Linked DNA regions of Danio rerio: region 2 is linked to region 1. Evidence: chromatin contacts called from public Micro-C data. All regions are on one chromosome and are shown on one strand. The core of a region is the stretch at or near the end of the contact, and the rest is flanking DNA. Distances in the headings are between cores, read along the strand shown.

Region 1 (6,336 bases), core at 3,283-5,782:
CAGTTTAATTTGAAAAAATCTTGAATGGTTAAAAAAATCTTTATAATAATTAAAATAATTTATAAAAATAATTAGTTTAAAAATCTTGAATAATATTAATGATAGGACCTAGTTTTTGAAATTTCCTACTTCTGTTTATACGTCTGATCCAGTCGTTGTAAAGAATATTACAAAGGCAAATGTGTCAAACATAGAAGCTTCAGACCTCTTTTGGTCAATCTGTTTTTTTCTGTTAGGGAACCAAATTGTGGAAAAATTTACCCATTAGCCTAAAATTAGAAAGTAATAAAAATTATAAATGTTTTTAGTAGTGTTCTTAAAAAGTGGTTAAAAACAAAACAGCAGTGTTTGCACAAATAGTCTACTATTAATTTGTTTATGCTGCTTTTCCTTTTACCTTACCGTAATTTTATGTAAAGAATTATAATGAGTAATTGTGTACATCTATTTTATTTTCATTGTCAAACCTCCATGGACAGGTGTTGAGAATTAGCAAGTCTGCTAAAACACTTAAACAAACGCATTTGGTTGGCCAGTGTAATTGTGATATCCATGTCAAATAAATAAATAAAAATAATAAAAATAAATAAACTCTCTGTTGTTGAAAGATAAGATGTTAGTAACTTTTACTTCAAAAGACAGAAAGAAATAATTTTGCTGTACACTAAATTAAGCTATTTAACATTGTCCTTCATTTGGTTTTTCCTTGGAAAACAGCATTAAAAAATCTAAATTGAATTCCAAATGGAATTTGGCTTTGAACTCTGAACTGAGAAGTTTGAATAAACTTACACAAATTTCACTTAAACAAAACCCCCATTAATTAAAACAAATATGCAGAAATTGGCAAGCCCTACGCTGACTTTTTTTGAAAGAGGAAAATTGGAAGTAACACTTGTGTTAACTGCCTAATAACAGCCGATTAATTAGACTAAAATAGCAGCGAGGCCATTACTACAGGGCAGACTCATTACTTCAATGAAGCATCATTAAGACTGAAAGAGGAAGACATTCGACATGGCAGTGTAACTGACAGCGAGCTGCTTCAAATCCAGTTTGGGCAGAGATCTGCGCTGCTGATTAAATACGACTGATCCATTAGACCTGCCAAAGCACATGTTGATGAAACCCACAGGCCAGCTGAAGGCTCATATCAATAGTTCTGATCAGCCAGTCTTCTACGTTCAAACAGGATTGTATAATGACTAATGAACTGTATTCCTATAGAGATTTCATGTCTCTTTCACATGTAAATTCTCATTGCAGTAGTAAAATGTTTGTAATTTTTCATGACATGGAAGTATAAAATGTTAACAGCATCTAATGCAAAAAAAAATGCATTAACCAGACAATATTTTACGGTGAATACATTTACAATCAATATATAATTTTAACTGAATAATTTGATGGTGGTTCAGACTTGTATGCATTAATTCAGGCACATGCACACATAGGGCTCAACCTGTGCAGTGCACATGCCCTTTTTACTTTTTAGTCTTGGATAGAAAGTGCCCTTCCAAAACGATCAAAAGTGCCCCCGCGACACAACCCCCCCCCCCCCCCCCCCCCCCCCCCGTTCCCCCCCCCCCCCCCCCCCCACATAACATCACATAAAATTTAGCACAACTGATCAATATTATGATTTTAACTTGAGCCAAAATCAATATCCAATCAATAACTGATACAGTCTCTAAGAAATAAGAGAATTTGTTTTGTTATACTTTATTTGGACTGCACTTCAAGTAATATTTCTTAGCTTCTGCTTCCAATGAATGTTGTTTTACCAACAGAAACATTTAAAAAGTATATTTCTTATTAACATTTTATACTCTTTCACCAACATAGATATTTTTCGTTTTTTTTGTACTATTTGCATAATAATTTTTCAAATTCAATAAATGCATTTAAAATAAAACACACTTAATGTGTTTCCACACATACATAAATAAAATATAAATATTTCAAATAATGCACAATATCAAGCTCTCTATATTTTAACACAACAATATCAATTATAAAAAAGAAAGAAAAGATATCTGCTGCTGTGTATAAAAGAAAGTTCATAAATTAAAAACGCCAACAATAAATGCTTTACTACAACACTTTGTAACAAATGCATTTATTTCAGTATTGTTACTGAAACTTGATAATCATACTGTCATTTATTCTCTAATGTTTTTAATTTATTCTCTAATTCTCTAAAACTATATTTGTTGCTCATACAACACAAAGTACAAGTTAAAACTTTGCTCACAGCATGCACTCATTATATCAGACTTATAATTGTGTGGTTAAGCCACATGTGGTGGTCCCAGCATGACCCAACCGGGGGTTCAAATCAGCACTCAATAGTAAACGCATACTCTTCCAGAACACATGGTTAAGCCTCTTTACACTCGACTGCCACAGTCCTGGGCTTGTTGAGATGATGGGGGAAGGTACCAAGAGACCATCTACACACACAATCTTCCCAAAGTGCAGCGGAGAAGTGTGACTCAATGCCCCGGGCAGGATACAGGCCATAAATGTGAACAGATAACTCTCTGATAATTCACTTTACAACCTTTTTTTGGATATCAGTAAAGTTGTTTGAATAACAGTTAAGGACAAGTTACACAATTAGACAATAAAGAGTAAAGTTGGTTTTTTATTAGGAAATTCAGACATTCGCATTGATAACAATTTCAGAAAAGTATTCTTTGTAAATTCTAAATAGGGAAACCATATAAGCAAAGTACAGCGTTGTTCACAGTCAATTAGATAGTGTTAATGTTGTTTGTAAGTCATACTTGCATGCTAATTCCGATCGAATATTTAAAGTGACATGGTAAACAATATAGAGACTTCTAAATGAACGAATGTGTAAATTTAAAACCAACGCTACCTCTATATTTAGACAAGAGTTACTACTGCTCTGTAAAACCTCAAAAGTTAAAGCAACTCAAACCATTTGAGGAAACCGATTGCAACAAACCATTTAATTCTAATGAGTACTGTGAACTTAATCCATTTAAGTAAATGAAGCAATTTGAGCACAGTAAAACCCAATAAATGAAGAGTACTTAAATCAACTGAGTACTGTTAAACACAATAAGTTAAGGCAACCCAAACTGTTTGAGGAAACTGGTTGCTACAAACCCTTTGAGTTAAAAACTAATCTAAACGAGTACTGGGAACTTACTCCATACACATCGAAGTAATTAGGTATTTAATTAACTTATTACCTTCAACACAAAGTTAAAAAGTTTTCAAATGAGTAGAATTAGCTTTCAGTAAATTTTGAGTTAACTACACTCAAATCATTTGATAAAGTTGACTGTTGGGTTTTACATTGTGAGAATGTGAGCTTTTGGTTAAATATAAAGGTCAAAGTTTCTGAGAACATGTAGTTACATGTTAACAAACAACATGGGAGGATTGCTGATAGAATTTTTCAGCCTTTCTGTTCCTTTAATACAAGGAAATAGAACGATTTGTAAAAATTTGACATTTTCTCATCCTTTATTTTTTACCATCCTATCTGAGGTAACTTACTCTCTTATGTTAGCCACACACACGAAAGAGGATGTTTTTAAGAAACCTGTCACCATTGATTTATGCAAGTGAATAGTGACAGGTTTCCAGCTTTCTTCAAAATAACTTCGTAAGTTCACTCAAAATGAAAATTCTCTCTTTTAAGTCATATTAATCTTTAATTTCCTCAAACCCTTATCCACGTTTCTACTCGCACAAATGTCAGAGTATTTCACTCGTGACCTCTACCTTTTTCTTAAAGGGCGGAAATGACGGTTAAACTTCTGACTTTTCCGCATTTTATCCCCCACACAGCCTCGCTATTCCAGAAACATCCACGAATTAACTCAAACTGAAAGCAAAAGATTCTCCTCGGTGATATTCAATCGGCCCGTGTCAAACAAACCTGCTGTAAAGAGCTATGTGCGCTGTCAGTATTTAATAACAGAAACATCTACAAATTCGTGAACATAACTTTAGATAACGTTATACATACTTCTTTATAGACACGCGAATTACGTAAAGGTGAATTCAGTCCCACGTATATGTAAATGATGGTTTAAACTAAAGTGCTGCTGTAGATTTAAATCAAGAGCAAATGAATGAGCGCATGTTTAACTAACTTCATTCAAGGGATTCGTAAACCTCTCAGCAGCTCTTCCCACCCCCAACATTAGGCAAGACCACACGAACCGCAGCTTTCATCTCACTCCGCAGACTATGCAAATCAAACGAGACCTAAAATACGAAGCAGGTGACTTTTGGTTTTATGACTGAATTTACTGACATGACACCTGTATCGGTTAGCTTAGCTCTAGGAGCTAGCTGACCAACTAGCCTTTCGGTCTACGCACATATTCTGAATTTAACACTCCGGTTGATTCATATGTTTTAAAATCCTTGCAATAACGCGTCGGTTAATAGTATTGCACATAAACAAACGCGATTGAGTTGTAGTAAAGCTTATATTTGCGGGTTTAGCGTACTCACCCGTGCTTACTGATGCTGCACTCCGCCTGCGACTACAAGCGCATCACGTGTGGCTATGGACGATCAATCCAGATCCGCAGGCGCCGCCTCTCGGTGTATTTGATTGGGTACTGTATTGATAGTGGACGCGCCTTTTAGAGATTGCGCGATGGTGATTGTCCAGATTCTCTGTCTGTCACAAACAGTAGTGTCCGCCTCCAACCTGCACCTCGTGGACACCGTTGATTGGCCGTCAAGGACACGGAAATAGACTCTTATTGGAGACATCACAGTAGAAGCGAAAGATGACGGATTTTCGTTTAAGAACACATCATGCACAGATTTACTTTGCTTTATTTTCAAGAGCTGTCATATTAATATAAATATTATTTAATGAATATGCGTATTATTGTTTCATGCACCAAAAGCTTTTATAGCATCTTTATATGAAGAGTTCAGATGCAAAAACCTCTTAATACCATATGAAAATTTCACATAAATTAGCATTTTTCTCAGCCTCCAATGTTTGTCACTTTAAAGGCAAGGAGAAGAACTTATTCGTCACTATAAAAGTAACATTTCTGTACCTACACACAGGAGCAAGAGCGTAGATTTGCTCTTGACATTGGTGTGACATACAGAGAGCATGCTTAAAACTGCACAAATTCTTTTTTCGTAATGTTAAAACATAAATAAAGGCTTTAAGTCTTTTAAGACTTAATAATACAAATAACAATTATTTAAGCATGTCCCATGCAGCAAAATCATTGATGTAAAGAAACATTAAAAATCATCAAATTACTGTAATTGAGTACTTTTTCTTGACAAATGTAATTTACTAAGTTGTTTTATAAAAGTGTACTTTCAATTTCCCTTGAGTACATTTTTAGTGCTGTATCAGTACTTTTACTCCACTGTTTTATTATTACTTAATAATAAAGCATCCAACGCTTTTTAATGCGCTCACCTAACCCCACCCCTAACCCTACCCATAACAGTGATGTCACTCCATTGAGTGCATTGTGTCTGACATTGCATCGCTGAGTGATGCAATCTCAGCTTGCATCATAAAGCCTGCATCCAGATACTATTGTGTCTATGGGGATTAGAAAAATCAGTCCTGTAATTCCTGTCCAATCAAATCACTCAAAGGTAATCTTAATGAACAACCTCAAGACAGGAGCGATTTATAATTGCAGCAAACTGTTTGGAAGCATTAAAAGTGTTCCAGAAGATGTCCAAAATCTTTACACACACTGACCCACAGACTGTTTAGATGCATGTCACTGATGAGAAGATGACGGATGTTTACTGTATGATGATCAAAATGGCCTTAAACACCCAGCAGGCACAAGACATCAACATGACATTAGATTGACGTTGTACCCTAACGTCATAGGGATGTTGCATTTTGTTTGGAAAGGAAAATTATGTTGACATCAGAATTCAACGTCAGGCCAACGTCCAACCTAAAACCAACCAAATGTCATTGTCTAATGAAGTTACAGCTTGACTTTGCGTGGACGTTACCACTATGAGGCACTATGCACTATGACGTAATGTCTATCAGATGTTGGAATATTAGTTGCCATACCTGATGAATAAATGTCAGTATTTGATGTCAATGTGATGTTGGTTTAAGATGTTGGCTCGACATTAGATTTTGGTCACTTTCTAACAACCTAAAATCGACCAAATATCAATGTCATTTGCCATAATTAATGGACATCCAAATAAAGTTGTCTTTAGACATTGAATTTTGGTCACCTGACATCACAACCTAAATCTAACCTAACATTAAGGTCTTATGATGTTGTGTGCCTTCTGGATAATTAAAAGATGCACTACAGAATG
Region 2 (5,821 bases), core at 2,053-4,552, 290 kb after region 1:
ACAAACTCTCTACTGTTACAGCCTTACTAAAATGAGTTTAAGCTCATTATTTAAACATTCGTGGAAAAAAAAGTTAAAAAACTGAATTTATTTTCTTTAAAATTCATAGAATAGACTAAGGTAAACATTAAATCACTACAAAGAATATGTATTTCATACCAAAAATTTTCAGTGTGGTTTTATAGACAAACGTTTGTCATATCTAGTGAATGCAATGGACATTAATATTTAATACAGGTGTCCATTTGTGCAATTAACACCTATGAAGAGTACGGAAAGGCAACACCAGAGATGCACACTGTTAAAATCACAATTTAACCCAGATCAGCGTTAAAAACAGTAAATGTACACTTGGATTTTAAAACACAGGAGCTTACACCAGAAATTCAACACTTTACAGTTTGCTGTGTGGAAATATTCATTTTTGGGTGAACTACCTTTTAAAGAGATTTCTTTTTGAAAAAAATATATATAATTATTCAAAAATGTCAACTGTTTGTGAGTGAAACTAACCCTTAATACACTGCAGCTGAAATGACAGTGATCATATATTTCATAAATTTTCCTTCAGCTTATAGTCTATTTATTCATCAGGGGTCGCCACAGTGGAATGAACAGCCAACTTATGCAGCATATTTTTTGTAATTCATTTCACCGTTACCACATGTCTTTGAACTGTGGGGGAAACTGGAGCACCCAGAGGAAACTCATAGTGATCATATATATATATATATATATATATATATATATATATATATATATATATATATATATATATATATATATATATATATATATATATATATATATATAATAAATAAATCACACAAACACACACTTTTGTAGGCCGTTTGCTTGGAGCAGTACCTCTGGGTGGGACGATGGCGCCATCTAACGGCCATCAGCAGACTATTAAGACGCGCATTTGCCTACAAACATGTCTGACATGTGACAACTATGAGACTCCTATTTAGTTTAATTAAGATTAAAACAATTAACGGAGGGAATGAGGACGTTTAATAATTAAACTTTATTCAACATTTAAATGGTCATTGTTTCTTTACATTTGTGACTGTCGTTTTTTAAAGTGCTAAATCTTTGTAGCAATATTTCATTTATAATATCTCCATACTATTCACGTTTTCTCTTTATTTTTGGCCAAATAGTCTAAATATAAAACACACCTTCATACATAAATACAGTAACACATGTAACGTTAAGAGAAGGCAACCAGTTATATATATATATATAAAAAGTTGTGTAACTTTCCAAACCGAGTGAATATATGCAATTATATTTTTACTCATAAAACAAAACAAATGAAGTGTTCATAATGGTTGGCTATGTTCTGTTTTGCTGGGAAAATGGTTTGGTGGATCTGAGCTTATTATCTGTGTTATTTGATTCCAGTGACGCTGATGTAAACAAAGGAAATCATATGAGCGCGTGAGTCACAATCAGGTGATAAACCACGCCCTTCAGCCATGACAACATGCTTTCCCCAATCAGATGCGTGAGGACACTTCGAGAATATTAGAGAATACAGAGTCACTCCAGGGAAATTTGGAGTAATAAGAGAGCATGTCAAAGTTGAACGTGATGTGTCACTCTCACCTGTATACTCATATCTAGTCTCCTTTTTTCTATCTCAAATCACATTGCAGTCATATGGCCAAAACATCCAAGGTCATACAAATCCTAATTAATTAAATAATAATGATGATGATGATGATGATGATAATAATAATAATAATAATAATAATCTTTCTTTTTGGAAGGTTTCATGAACCCGTGTTCTGTATCTTGTTATGCATAATGTAGTAAGAGCTTCTTTATGCTGTCTCACTGTTGGAGACTGCATGTTGTAGCCTTGTTTTAGAAAGGAGCTATATAAAAGAAACTTCTTCATCTTCTTAATGTTATTGATAATGATAATAATAATAATTATTATTATTATTGTTGTTGTTGTTATATCAATAAATGTGGATAAATCAAAGTTAATGTATGTGTAGATAAATAAAAATAAGGATATTAATATTTGTATATAATAATAATTATTACTACTAGTACTAGGCATATAATCATTATTACTCTAATATTGCTGCTGTTGCTGTTTTAATATAATATACATATCAATGAACAATAATGCATTTACAATTTAATTAATATTTGTTATAACATTGTTACTAAACTACTAATACTAGATTGTCATCATGTACATTAAACATTTGTAATCTCTATATACAGACATACACACATACATATGTGTGTGTGTGTGTGTGTGTGTGTGTGTGTGTGTGTATGTATGTATGTATGTATATATATATATATATATATATATATATACATATATATATATATATATATATATATATGTGTGTGTGTGTGTGTGTGTATATGTATATATATATATATATATATATATATATATATATATATATATATATATATATATATATATATATATATATATATATATAATGAGGTTGTGGTGAGTAAAATGGTTATATATGGTAAGAAAAATCTGAAAAAAAAACGGATGCATTAAGCATTGGCAAATTGTTGTTTCCTTATTATAAACAACGTAAGTTTGGTAGTGTAATGTTTCCTAGAGGTTTAAGCTTAAAATTTGATCAGTATACATTTGACAAACATTTCCTAAGGAAATGGCGACTGCTACTTCATTCATGATGACGCAGCACTTTGTTTAGCACCTGTAGCAGAAACACAACACCTCTTACCAACCACATCAAACTTGCAGGGCTTAGTAGAGCTTGTATTATGAGAAACTGGATTTCAAACAAAGCAACCAAGTTTATCTTGTACTAAAACAAAAATATTACCACACATTTGTATATGTAGGCATTTAAAAAAATGGATGTGGGTAATGTTTAACAGTGAGACTGTTACAGTATAGCAGAAGAACTTTTGTTTGATATTCACTTCTTAAAACAACTAAAATTAAGCCAAATAAATCTACAATTTGTATAAAGTATTACATGACATCCAGAACATGTATGTTTATAGCCCTTGAATATAACACTGCGTTTTTTGGCATTAATCCACTCCTATGATTTCAGCGGGAATTTCCCCTATCATATTGCCATGTCATTCCTCGGATCACCGAAAATCGTCCATTCTGTTTTCAAATGTGACTCACATGATCACAGACAACATGAACTCCGTCCTGCAATGACGCTGGACGTGGACATCTTTCTGCGAAGACACGCCCCCAAACTTGCGCTCCTCTCAACGATTGGCCGGCTCCTCGGCTGCATTAGCATTTGACGTACAAGGCTTATATACAGCACTGTCGGCTGAAGTAGGAAACGCATTTTCACGCAGCCAACGCAGAGTCCCGTGCTCGAGAAACGCATTTTCTACTGCGCAACACTTCCAGAGGTTCAGGGAGAGAAGCTATTTTCCGCTACGATGTCGATGACAGTGAAAGCTTACCTTATCGGTAAGGAGGACTGCAACAAGGAGATCCGTCGCTTCGCCGTGGATCAAGATGTCTCAACAAGTTTCGAGTATTTGCAGCGAAAAGTGCTCGATGTTTTTGTCGGTCTCAGGACTGCGCCCTTCCAAATGTACTATAAAGGTGAGTCAAATTTGAATTCTGAAATGTTTTTTTTTAATAACACTGATTTATTGCACAAGCAAGTGTGTGTTTGTGTCGTCTTTCAATGTTTTACTTGAAATGGCGGTTTATATTTATCTACGTTACTTGAAGTTTTAATAAAATTTCACGAAGCGATATTAGAAATAAAAAACTTGAGGAAAACGCACATAAATGTACATATTGAGAAACATAGTTTGCAGATTTTTATGTCTTTCTATGTTCAGTATTACTGAGCCATTAAAATGGATACTGCATTGTGAAACATCTTTGTTTATTGTTACATCCAAGTACAAAGTTTGATGGGGAACGTTTGTACTAGGCCGTAATAAACAAGCCATGAGCATAATATTTGAAATCCACTGTGCTTACTGAAAAGAAAACAGCAAAAACTTTTGTTATTGTTGTGTGTGGTAATCAACTTTTAATCAGACAAAACATGATGACAATCATAATAACCAGCAGAAATGCCATTCTGTTTTCCTGAACTTTGTCTCTAGATGAAGATGGTGATATGATTGCCTTTTCCTCTGACGATGAGCTAATGATGGGTTTGGCTCTTGTGAAGGATGACACTTTCCGTCTCTTCATCAAGCGTAAGTAACATACACAAACTATAACTACCATTTTAGGAAGGGGTTTCGATTATTTAAGAATATTATGTTATACCTGTAAATATAATTTCCTGCACATATTAAATGATCATTAGACTTAAAGGGATGGTTTAATCAACAATGAAAATGTACTCGCCCACTGAAGTAGTTATAGAATTTCTACATTTTGAAAAAAAAAAAATATATAAGTGCTGTCTGGAATTTCTCAGCCTCTTTTATGTTGAGAATAGTTTCTATAAAAGTGAAATTGCTGAACATACACACAGGAGCCTAATAAAAAATGCTAATTTTAGAGGAAGCTGAAAACCAGTAACCATTGATTTCCATAGTAGGAAAAACCATTTTTTTCTTTAGCTGAAGGGGGAAAAAAGTCAAGGAAGGGTGAATTTTTTTTGGGATGAACCATGTCTTGAATTTGCTTTTGGAATGTATCTGTTGCAACTTTTTATTACTCGCCGCAAACAAACTTTAGTTTGAGTTTAGCATGTTAGATGGTAATTTTAATATCTATGTTTGTTAAAAATAAATATCAAAAAACAAAACGACTGTGTTAAAGGTAGCAGTTAGGCTAGCAATACCTCATAAGGGTCAAAGACGTGGTTTTCATTTCTTTTTCCAGATCTATGAAGTCACTAAAATACTTTAGAAGTTCGCATAGACCGTGGCTTCAGTGTGTGTTTGTCAGGGCTGCATGATGTTAGGGGGAAAATAATCGAATCTAAAATAATCCTGTATAGTATTTATTCTATAAATAAAATACTGTTAACCTTTAATATTTTATTCAACCTAAATTCTGTAAATATGCCTATATTGTTTACAGAGTAACAGGCCTTAAAATCCCATGCAAATTATAAACTTTCACTCGTGATTGTCACGGTTTACAATTAATTCACACATTGTATTTGTTTTGTGATGCCTTTGCTACCGCCTTACTTTAAATCCTGCAGTTTGACTATCGTGAATGTACACACAGTGAAGTGTCAATAATGTGTGGGTGGTGCAACTCTTTGGGACTTTAAGTGTAAATGTAAGCCTAAATAGAATCTACAAATCCATTTTGTTGTCACAAGGAAACCATAAACGGGAATATCAGAGCGAACCTAACAAACAATCATATTTGGCTGCATCCAAAATCACATACTCTCTGTAGGTGGTGCTTTTAATAACTAGCTTCAGGCGTGTTCTATATAGTATGAATGCAATCTGCACCGACTGCATTCACATTATATTTGTGAAGTGACGTAAAGTTACAAAAGACATCTACCAGTTGTGTTGCTCCGCTGCCATTCTCAAAACATTTCCATGATCTCATGGGAAGGTAAATTTTTCCATCTGATGCATTCTTTGGAATATTACTAGATACAGCGAATTCTGGCATGCTACTTTTTGAATGCATCCAAGTTAGTAGGCTTTGAAAACATTGTTGTTGCGTTATGAAGACTAGATTAACTCAGAGCAGTTGGAGTAATTGTATTTGTAATATCAAAGTGTATTCTTCATCCTTAACTTCCATGTGTAAGCGTTCTCTTATTCTCAAGCTGCTGAGACAAACTTACTTAGGAATAGAGAGAAGTCATGAGCTAAGAGC

Evidence for each region. A called contact is a pair of places that touch in the nucleus more often than the background predicts.
Region 2: a Micro-C map of caudal fin shows a contact between it and region 1, with 11 times the contacts expected there. The contact joins the promoter of sqstm1 here to the promoter of canx in region 1. A contact is called at or near these places in 5 of 18 Hi-C or Micro-C datasets (caudal fin, embryo, fibroblasts and 2 more) and 2 of 4 datasets of contacts at active chromatin or transcription factors (caudal fin and embryo).

Annotation. Positions count from the first base shown.
Region 1 is chr14:18,846,851-18,853,186 of GRCz12tu, forward strand. It overlaps canx (calnexin), which reads right to left and starts at 4,533. Exons shown (of 15, transcript NM_213448.1): 1 at 4,504-4,533.
Region 2 is chr14:19,138,346-19,144,166 of GRCz12tu, forward strand. sqstm1 (sequestosome 1) reads left to right here and starts at 3,303. Exons shown (of 8, transcript NM_001312913.1): 1 at 3,303-3,601; 2 at 4,120-4,215. The coding sequence starts at 3,433. It also overlaps a transcript of mrnip not described here.